3 separate regions of the Zea mays genome follow, and all the other regions are linked to region 3. A link is a contact called in public Hi-C data. All regions are on one chromosome and are shown on one strand. Each heading gives the region's core, a stretch centred on a gene start, on an enhancer-like site or on the middle of the called end of the contact. The rest is flanking DNA. Distances are from core to core; before and after follow the strand shown. Region 1 holds the start of LOC103625689 (choline/ethanolaminephosphotransferase 1). Region 2 holds the start of LOC100193598. Region 3 holds the start of LOC100284914 (MTD1).

What was found. A called contact is a pair of places that touch in the nucleus more often than the background predicts.
Region 1: a Hi-C map of endosperm shows a contact between it and region 3, with 2.0 times the contacts expected there. The contact joins the promoter of LOC103625689 here to the promoter of LOC100284914 in region 3. A contact is called at or near these places in 4 of 25 Hi-C or Micro-C datasets (ear, endosperm, leaf and 1 more).
Region 2: a contact with region 3 is called in a Hi-C map of leaf, with 4 times the contacts expected there. The contact joins the promoter of LOC100193598 here to the promoter of LOC100284914 in region 3. A contact is called at or near these places in 7 of 25 Hi-C or Micro-C datasets (bundle sheath, ear, endosperm and 2 more).

What each region holds. Positions count from the first base shown.
Region 1 is chr6:119,884,910-119,888,191 of Zm-B73-REFERENCE-NAM-5.0, reverse strand. LOC103625689 (choline/ethanolaminephosphotransferase 1) reads left to right here and starts at 1,745. Exons shown (of 18, transcript XM_008650977.3): 1 at 1,745-2,115; 2 at 3,047-3,056; 3 at 3,143-3,193. The coding sequence starts at 1,979.
Region 2 is chr6:119,823,805-119,827,161 of Zm-B73-REFERENCE-NAM-5.0, reverse strand. It overlaps LOC100193598, which reads left to right and starts at 2,019. Exons shown (of 27, transcript NM_001358834.1): 1 at 2,019-2,363; 2 at 3,127-3,256; 3 at 3,354-3,357. The coding sequence starts at 2,258.
Region 3 is chr6:119,677,978-119,681,678 of Zm-B73-REFERENCE-NAM-5.0, reverse strand. It overlaps LOC100284914 (MTD1), which reads right to left and starts at 1,560. Exons shown (of 2, transcript NM_001157809.3): 1 at 1,093-1,560. The coding sequence starts at 1,334.

The DNA of each region.
Region 1 (3,282 bases), core at 496-2,995, 210 kb before region 3:
AATCATCGTGTCTCGCTCTTTATTCACTCACGATTTGTTTTGCGCCCTCTCTCTCGGACTCGTTTCTATTTCTAACACTAACCCGACTTGAAGTTGTGTTTAAGTTTGTAAATTTCAGATTCGCCCTATTCACCCCCCTCTAGGCGACTTTCACATTCAACATCACCATAGATAATATAATTGGATAAAGTAGCAACACTAGGATAGTACCACATAACACATTACATGTACCATTACAAGGCTTCCATGACATTATTGCCCAAAAGATTGTTAAATGGGCAAAAGAAGATGGTGAATGAAGTCCAAGTTCACGTTTTTAGCCAAGTTTATACTAAGTATTTTATACCCACGAGTTAACTTGTATGAGTAAGGGTGGAACATTCAAATACCTGTTTATCCACTGGACTCGTGGGTAAATTATTTAGCTCATAAACATACTCTAATGGTGTAAATACCCATTGGATATTGGGTCGCCGGTACCCATCGACAGGGGTGGAAACGGATGTTTATTTTAATGTCAGATTTTTGGTCATTTTTCTTCTATTGCAGACAAATAAGATATTGTAATGAGATTTTGCTTCGACGTGAGTAAATAATATTGTAGCATAATCCCTTCGACTTGTATTTAACCTTGACCTTGTAAAGATTTATAAAAACTAAATCTTAAATTTATCATATATATATTCTCAAACAATATATATAAAAATTTAAATACAGATCGGATACAGATTCGAATGTTTTTTCACCTTTTTAATTGTAGAGAGCAAATAATACATAAAAATCTATACAAAATTTTATTCTTACGTGTAATAATACGTTTAATAATATAAAAATATTAACATAAAATTTCAAACATATCTATTTTAAAATACCAAATTTATTATAAGAATTCGGATGTATAAGACCCTGTCTGGATTATTGTTTGCCAGTGGCTTATAATTAGCTAGCAAAATTAGTCACGCTCTGTTTAAAGACTTGACTAATAGATGTATTTTTATCTTTATACGATTTATTAGTATCTAATAGCAAGATTAAATAACTAATAAATAAACAATTTACCAGCCCTCCGGCTAATAATTAGTACTAAAATTTGGTGGCAAAATGTTTGCCATAAGTAGGGGTGGATATCGAGCCAGCTTGGCTCGGCTCGACCGAGCTCGAGCTGGCTCGTTAAGGGAACGAGCTGGCTCGGCTCGACTCGTTAACAAACCGAGGCAGAGAACCAGCTCGACTCGACTCGTTTGCGAGCTCGAGCTGGTTCGTTTAGCTCACGAGTCACAAGAAAAAATAATATACATGTATATATGCAATAATATAATAAATTGCTAGTTAATTTCGTACTAATTTAATACTAGAAAAGGCAACAATACTCATAATTTTATAATCACATCATTTAAACCCTAAATTAACATAGTTCATCACTTATTAATTCATCTAATACAAGTATAGACTTTGTTTTATAGATAAATGCTAGCTTATTTGAGCTAACGAGCTGGTTCGAGCTCGTGTCAAGCTGACTCGTTAACGAACCGAGCTTAGATATTAACTCAACTCGTGATAAAATTGAAACGAGCCGAATCAAGTCGAGTCGAGCTAACCATAAGTCGAGCGAGCTCACGAACCACGAGTATTTTGTGGGCACTACCGCACTAGTCGCAAGATCCAAACAGGCCTCGTATGCGTGCGTTTTGTCAGGGTTGCGTTGAACCTTGCTCAAAACGCATGGGACCCACGCCATCACAGAAAGCGTGACAATTGACGAATATACCACGCGTTGCGTTAGGCTAGATCCGCTCCCCTGCAGGCCACGCCTTCTCGCCGCTCGCGGAACCACCGCCGCCACCTCACCACTCCAGCTCCAGCCCCCGCCCGCCATAATCGCGTCCCCTTCTCGTCCTTCCAGAGCTTCTTAAACCACCCGGCCCGCTCCCAGCGTCCCTTCTCCGCCCACAGCCAGCGGCGAACTCGATCGAGCAGGATGGGGTTTATCGGCGCGCACGGCGTGGAGACGCTGAAGCGGTATAGGTACAGTGGAGAGGACCGCTCGGTGGTGGCCAAGTACGTGCTGCAGCCCTTCTGGAGCCGATGCGTCACTCTCTTCCCGCTCTGGATGCCGTGAGTAGTCTCCAACTCCTCTCTTTGTGCGTGTGAGCATGGCTTCTTACTGGTCATTCCCCAATTTGTAAGGGCAGTAACAAATATTGCTTTGCATGATCTCCCGAGAAGGACTAGTTGTTTGTGTTTAGCGTTGTTGTGGAATATTTGAATCTGGAGATGCGCAGAACGCTTGCTTAGGTTGTTCTGCAGATCACTATGGGAAGTTGAGGAGGCGCTTATAAGAAGTAATTAAGGGATGACATCCGGTTGCTTCTAAAACTGAATGCCTTTACAGGTGTGTGTTAGCTTGTTCTGATATTGTACTGTTGCCATTGTTAAGTAGTGGCCGGATTCTATGGCACAGGGCAATAATAAATTCCATGCACTCAGCTGCTGCTAGGTGTTTTGACCCCCCCCCCCCCCCCCCCCCCCCGCTATGTGTCACTACTGTTCATAGATCAAATATATTTTGGTGACCTATTTCAGCAAATTTCGTAAATATATTTGGGTACTGAAGAAAGTGCAGAGAGGGGGGCAAAATGGCCACCTTCTCCTGCTCTAAGCTTATTTCCACATGTGAGCAGTGAGTTTCGACTGGATGATTTCCTTGCGCAACAGATTGTGGCCTGGAGAGTAAAATGCTCTTAGACTCCATGTGTGCTGAGATTTATCTTTTTTTTGTTAAAACAAGTTTTTTTTAATAATTTTGCCAGAGCACTGCCTTTCAGTTAAGCAATAAAAGAGAGTTTATGTACAAGGTCACACTTAACTGCCAAACACAGAGTATTCCCATCCCAACACCTAGGACCTAGCCTCTCACCCCTGTGCTAAATCAAGCTTTGGCAGAGTGCACGCATCAAGTTTCATGTTGCACTTTGTTCTTTCCTTATCAAAACTTCTGTTCTAACTAACATTTTTTCTTCGTTTGCATGTGTGGATTCATAAATAGACCAAACATGGTAAGCGATCGATGACCACATTGTCAATTCTTTGTTGGATTCATCTCTTATGGTGCAGTACATGGTTATGCTTTCCGACATTTCAGATCACACTTACAGGATTTTCGTTTCTAGTACTATCAGCGCTGCTTGGCTATGTAAGTGTCTTTCTTGCCTGAATTAGTTGCAGTTTTGTGAAGCTATTAACCAGCTGCTAAGATCCCAACCTGTGTTTCTTTTGATGCAT
Region 2 (3,357 bases), core at 770-3,269, 150 kb before region 3:
TCTAGACTTTACCCGGAGGTCTGGTCTGTATGTATAGGGGTCCGACACTTTCTCATGGGATCCGAACCCACTGTTGATACCTTGGAGTATATCATCTTCTCTGGTCACGTGGCGGCCCTGGAGCCGTCCACGTGGTGGGGTCGGGCGCTGTTCACCACGCGACTAGAGATAGCCGCGTGAATACCGCGTCTTTATACTGTAGTAAGGGGTACCCCTGTTTCAGGGTCCCGACAAATTTGTTAGGCAAATATGTTATCATATTTGAATTTGCTGGATTTAAATATGTTGTATGTGTAGTGGGCAAACAGGTATATCCGTGGATATCCATTACCTGCGGGTAACAGATGTGGATACTGTTTTTTATTCGTAGCGGGTAACGGATACGGGTTCAGATATCGAATATAAGTCGCGGATATGGATATCTAGAGACACTATCCGTGGATAGATTATCCATTGTCATCCCTATTCCTCATTGAGACCTGCAACGTGCGGATTTTACTGTTACCCGCACGTTACCGAGGCAAGGGCATTAACCCAATGCGCCATTTGGACGTATTTCATTATGATTTCCACTGTTCTTTGTGCGTTAACGAGGCATGAAGAGACGGGCAGAGGTGACACAACGACAACACCCACATAGACTACGCCGCAACCTACAATAAGGACTGCACACGTACTCCGATTAAGATGAAACAGGAACATAGGATGTCAGGAGCATGCGCGATGACCAAGAAGGGATACGCGCTCAGAAAGATCTAGCATTGTTTGCTCTATTAGGTGTTTCCCATTCCATATTGTAAATACTCTTAGGCCCACATGTCGGGTCTTGAACTCCCTTATAACGTGCCTCCCTTAGATTATAAATGGAAGTGCACTTGCTCCGTAGCAAAGGAGGTCGATTCACACTTAGGTCGCCCACTACTAAGTTCTCAGGCAATATAACTTATAGTGGAGGTACGATATTACTCTTTGGCAGCCTGAACTACTCTAAACACTTGTGTTCTTGTGTCCATCTGAAAGGCTAAGTAAAACAATTAAGCCTACTGGACCAGGCTCCGCCGCCCGGCCGGCGAGCTAGCAGGTACCCCTCCGAACGGCGGTGGTTGGGTCCGCATCTTCTTCCTTGCCTTCTTCCGCTTTGTGTCGACAACGAGGTCATAGGGGGAGTCTGCGGCTACAGGAACTCCGGGAGGCCGCAGCCAGGCTGCCATGGAGGCCGCGCTTCTTGGCACCGTCGCAGGAGCCCCCGCGCCCCTGAGCAATAGCCCAGCAGGGCCGCTGCCCGCTGGGAGCCTCCGCGCACACCCTTGGGCAGCAGGCTAGCAGCGCCGCCGGGGTCCTCCATGCTGGGGAACGAGATCCTCTGACGTGGGGAGAGGGCACTGCCGCGTGGTCCCCGCGTGCGGTGACCCTACTGCCCCCTGCAGTACGTCAGAGGAACCTCCTCCCCATGCTGAAAGGGAGCAGCGGATGACACTCCGCCTTCGCGCAGTCGACATAGCGGCCGGTGGCGTCGATTTTTTTTCTCTCTCTCGAATCGGGATGTGCTTCTGGGAGACGACGAGACGATACGGAGGCTTAATAACGGATGCAAAACGGGTCCCTATCCTACCCACATCGTTCTTTGTCCCTCGAACCAAATAAACAAACAATCCTATGCCCTGCAACAACCAATCTGCGAACTCCAAGCTAAACCAAACACGCCCTCTAAAACACAGAGGCGTGGTGGTCCACCTCCCCTCACAGCTAGCTAAGCATTAACCCAATCCAAACTCTGGAGGCCCCGCATGTCAGCCGTGCCATGCTCCTCGATCTATGACTCGAGTTCTACTGCTCCAGGCCAACCAGAAAGCGGGAGAAAAAGCACTGTAGATCATCGATGTGACGTCCCAGTGTCCTTCGCCCCCACTCTCTCTCGTCACAGGAAACACATTCTCTCTCTAGCGGCCCCCTCTCAAACACAAACAGCCATTCTCTCTCCCTCTCAAAACTCCAAACTAGAGCTAGAGGCCTACGAAGTAGTAGGAAGCTGCTGCTCTCCTCCATAGCCCCTACCCCCTCCCCTACGCTGCCACTCTATCGCCCAGCCATACAGCAGCTACCCCGCTGCCTGTCACTGAGCCAGCGCGGCGCAAGTGCGCAAAGCCGAGCGCGAGAACCCACGAAACCAACCCAGAGCCCCCATTAAGGCAGGCTCGCTGCAGCACGTCTCGCGCTCCATCGCCGCCTGTCCTCTTCCTGTAATGTCACTCCCCCGATGCCTGTGCGCAGCTCAGTGGCCATGACGACGACGGCCGCCCGTGCTCTCGCCGCCCTCGTGCTCGTCACCGCCGCCGCCGCCGCCGCCGCCGTCGCCGACGATGGTTGCCGATCTGTTCCGTTCTCTCTTCACCCGTTTCGCTTTCTTTCTTCTCTGGGAGTCCTCTTGTTGCGTACTGGGGAGCAAAGATTCAGGGGGGGCGGCTGGGTTCGTTAGGATTAGTATTTTATTAGCGCTGCAAGTACGCGCTTTTTGGAGGCATGGTGATTCGCTAGTGTTCTATTCCACCCCCTTTTTTTATTGCTGTAAGCCCGTAACCCGAGTCTTAACTTAATCCTTGTGAGCTGTGCCTCTTCTCATCTCATCTTCTTGCCTAGTACGAGCTTTTAACTATCCTGTCCATGTTTCAAAATGTGCTTACTATCTCTCTTCATGTTCGGTTCTGTTTATATGTGCCTTCTTGTGCTGCTTGTTGGAGCAAATGCTCAGAGCATCCTTAAATCGTTTGAGCATCCATCATTGTTTCTTCATTTGGCCCTTTCAGTGCTGGAAGCTTGGTTTCTGCTGCTAAGCCTTGTTCTATTCCTGTGTGGTTTTAGCTGTGTTTTGGTTTTGCCATCCTGATCCAGTTTCCTATATCTGAATGAATCCAAGCAACTTCATATTTCACCACCGTGTCGTATCTGTGCTTTCCAAATCTTGACGTCCCTCGCTTTCCTGCCTGCAAGCACTAATCCAGAATCCAACTACCACGTTACCCAACTCCCTTTCTGCGGAGATTCCGTTTGCCGAGAACTGTCTGCTCGGATTTCTACCACTCTGTAACCCGTTCTTTGTGCTAACGCGGCTGGCTCTGCACCTTCCAGGGGCGGCGCTGGTGGAGATCAAGAAGTCCTTCCGCAACGTCGGCAACGTACTGTACGATTGGGCCGGCGACGACTACTGCTCCTGGCGCGGCGTCCTGTGCGACAACGTCACGTTCGCCGTCGCCGCGCTGTAAGAATGGCGTCTCGTTAAAACTCTGCTCTTTTTTTTCCCCAACGACAGCGACGTGTGGCCACTGATCCGGGTTATGGCGCCAATGCAAATGCAGCAAC
Region 3 (3,701 bases), core at 311-2,810:
ATTGAACATCAACTCAAGACCTTTGGGTTCTTGACATATCTATCCTATACTACTAAGCTATCTCTAGCAGCTTACCCATCCCCATAGCCATATTCAAACTCCACTCTGTGATGAACAATATAGTCTACAGTGCAAAACAGTGTTTTGGGTTGACCATATATGTGAACTGCTGTACATGTCACAAAGGTTGAAGTATGTCTGCAGAAAATATTTAATCACATTGTTCAGGCTGACATGAACTATGACATAATCATACAAAGATCCTATGAAGATTTGCAAGGAACCCTACAATAGCACTAAACTGTCACAAGCAAAAGGCATACCCAAGACCCAAGAGCAAGTCTTTAGTGAAAATGATAACATTTCAAATAAGAAGTTACTCATAATTTACATGGAAGAACCATGACCAGCTCTAATCAAAACTCCAATGGATCTTCCCCAACAAATTGTCTGAAATCTTTATGGTACTGCCATGGCACCCCATAGGCATACTAAGAAATAAAAACTCCATAAGAGGCCCCATATGACAGATGCAATTGAGCGGCCAGCCAAACATACTAAATCCACTACTGTCTTTGTCCAGCCTCTGTACCATAGCACCCACCAACCAGAGCGATCAAGAAATAAACTTTGAAGACAATCAGGAGTCGCAGTTCCTCTACAATGCTTATGCTGATATGCGCATTGCAGCCACCAAAGGATCCATACTGAGTGCCTCCACCACTTTGCGCGGATGATCACCAGAGAGCAGAGAAATTCCACAGATTCATTCAGATACACCCAAAATGCCACAAAATGTCACAACCAAAACAAATTTCACTGCACTGTTCTAGTCAAACAAAACCCCTCAATATCCTCCAGGCACGCACACTGGAGACTACAGAATGAAAAAAAAAATACACCTACATCATTCCATCCATATAACACTCTATAGTGTTATAACCCCTTCTATCTGCACTGCACCGTATGACACAAGAAGTGGTAAAGGCCAACACAATCCACCTCAAAATCCATACTAAATCAAATCCAGAGCGATTACGAATCACCGGAACAAGACTGACAAAGGCGCGAGCTTTGGCGGATTGGGCTGACCTTTTGTTTGGTAGCGCGTCCTGGAGCGCGTCCATTGTGTCGAAGGGTCCCCTGTACGAGCTCTGCACCTCTCCATCGATCTCCTCCACCTCATCCCATTGCAGCACCCCAGCCCTGCTATCACTTCCCCGCCGCGCTGACAACGACGACCCGCTGGAGCTGCCACTGCCGCCGCCCCGCCGCCCGCACTCGGACACGAACGGCATTGCTCCCCTTCTCCCACGCTGTCCCCACTCTCTCATTCTCACTCCTTCACATGCAAAGAAAGAGAGCAGCGCCTCACGCGCGCGCGCACGGGGAGAAGTGGTGGGTCGCTGGGGGCTCTGCCCCTGCCGCGCGTGCAGCGTGCCGCGCGCTCGCTTCTGAGTTCTGACTTGTGCCCAGTCGTTGGTCTGCACCGGCTTTGGCGTTTGGCTGCAATGACGTGTAGGACATCCTTCCTCCTGAAACTGAAATGGGAGATTGGAGTCTAACCGTCGATCTCCAATGGGCGACTCGGATCATCCGACTAGGCCTAAAGGGAGTGGAACCGTGAAAGGTAGCATCTCTCATACCCGACAGATAGGGCTGGACAAAATACTCGTGTCTCGTGAGCTCGCTCGACTCATGGTCAGCTCGGCTCGGCTCGACTCGTTTCAATTATATCACGAGCTCATCTCAGTCGGTTCGTTAACGAGCCAGCTCGACATGAGCTCGAGCCAGCTCGTTAGCTCAAATGAGCTAGCATTTATCTGTAAAACAAAGCCTATACTTGTATTTGATGAATTAATAAGTGATGAACTATGTTAATTTAGGGTTTAAATGATGTGATATATAAAATTATGATTATTGTTAGTCTTTTCTTGTGTTAAATTAGTATGAAATTAACTAGCAATTGATTATATTGTTGTATATATATACATGTATACTATTTTTTTGTGGCTCGCGAGCTAAACAAGCCAGCTCGAGCTCGCAAACGAGCCGAGCTGAGCTGGTTCTCTGGCTCGATTGTTTAACGAGTCGAGCCGAGCCAGCTCGTTTCCTTAACGAGCCATCTCGAGCTCGGTTGAGCCGAACCGAGCCGAGCTGGCTCGATATCCACCCCTACCCACAGGGGCCTAGTCCAAGGCATCACTAGTGGCATTACCCGTAATTTGCTACAAATTTATCAACCACCAGTCCACCACAAGTAGAAGTGCAAATAGATCGGATCGAAGCGAATAATGTCTTTTTTATATCTTACTCCTAATTTTGTCGTTGGATTCGAATCGAAGCGGATACTATGTGGTTGCGGATAGATATGGATATTTTAGGATGTTGGAAATGGTGCGGAGTCGAAGCGAAAGCGTGGCAGAAGCATATTTCAAAGGTCGAATAATGCATGTATACATCTATTTTTATAGCGATCAATAATTCATAAATTAAAGTTTAATAGTTGACAACATAACTTGAATATAGCTATAATAAATAACTAAGTATGTAAATAATAAATAGCATCATGTCACACACTATACATCGTGTGATCGACTAATCGATGATTGATTTATGTTGGCTTGTTGCCTGTTGGGTTGGGGGTGGCGATTGATTTCTGTCGTGTATAGCGTTTCATTTCCTATTCTACCATATATAAATTTTAGTTTTATTTGTACAATAATCAATCATTATTGAGTACTTGACAAAATAATCTGATATTATCCTATTTTAAGCATCGGATAATCCGCGTAAAATATCAGATACTCCATATCCGTCGGATTTTGGTGATATCATATCATACTCTGCATCCACACATAGATCAGATTCAGATTATCCATATCCGCATGGATATAATAACTCAACCGCCATATCCGTATAATTAGGATTCAGATCGAATAATTATCAACACCACTTGCACCTCCAACCACAATGATGAAAAGACACTTTAAGGGCTAGTTTGGTAACTCCATTTTTCTAACTGAAATTTGTTCATTTTTTTCTTAAAAATATGAGAATTTTTGAAAAAAAATAGAGTTACCAAACTAGCCCTAAATACGTCAAAGATTCTTAAGAAAACTCTACTAGTTACAAATTTATAGGGTTATATTGTTTCTCTAATTTGGCTTTAAAATATTCTACTACGACCTATGTGCGCTGGCGACCATTACCCTAGGTCACCTCCTTCCTATGTGTGGAAGCATCCTCGGTCCTCCCCAGCGTATCTCCTTCCTCCAATGCTCCTCTGTAGCCTTCTCACCCTCTTCTAATGCTCCTCTATAGCCTTCTCACCCTTGTCTGGCTTAAAACCGTGTCCAATAATTTACTCGTATGGTCATCCAAAACGTTGTTTTACACCTTTAATGTTCGCAGAGTAGAGTTTGAATATGAGTATATGGATAGGTAAGCTGTGGGAGATAGTCTAATAATATACACTTTGCCTCTATGGTAACGTCAACCACAACCAATCTAAACTAAGCTTCTCCTTCGGATCCTGTGTGAGTGCCTCTGGCACCACCGTCACGGTAATACCAAGCTTCTCTCATTCTTCTCCCGCGGATGTCTAGCACCGTCTAACCAGCTCCTCCCACCGCCAATGAGCAGTGCCCTCACTGCCTTGTCCTCGGCCACCGTCTCGACTACTACTATAGCCAATCCTC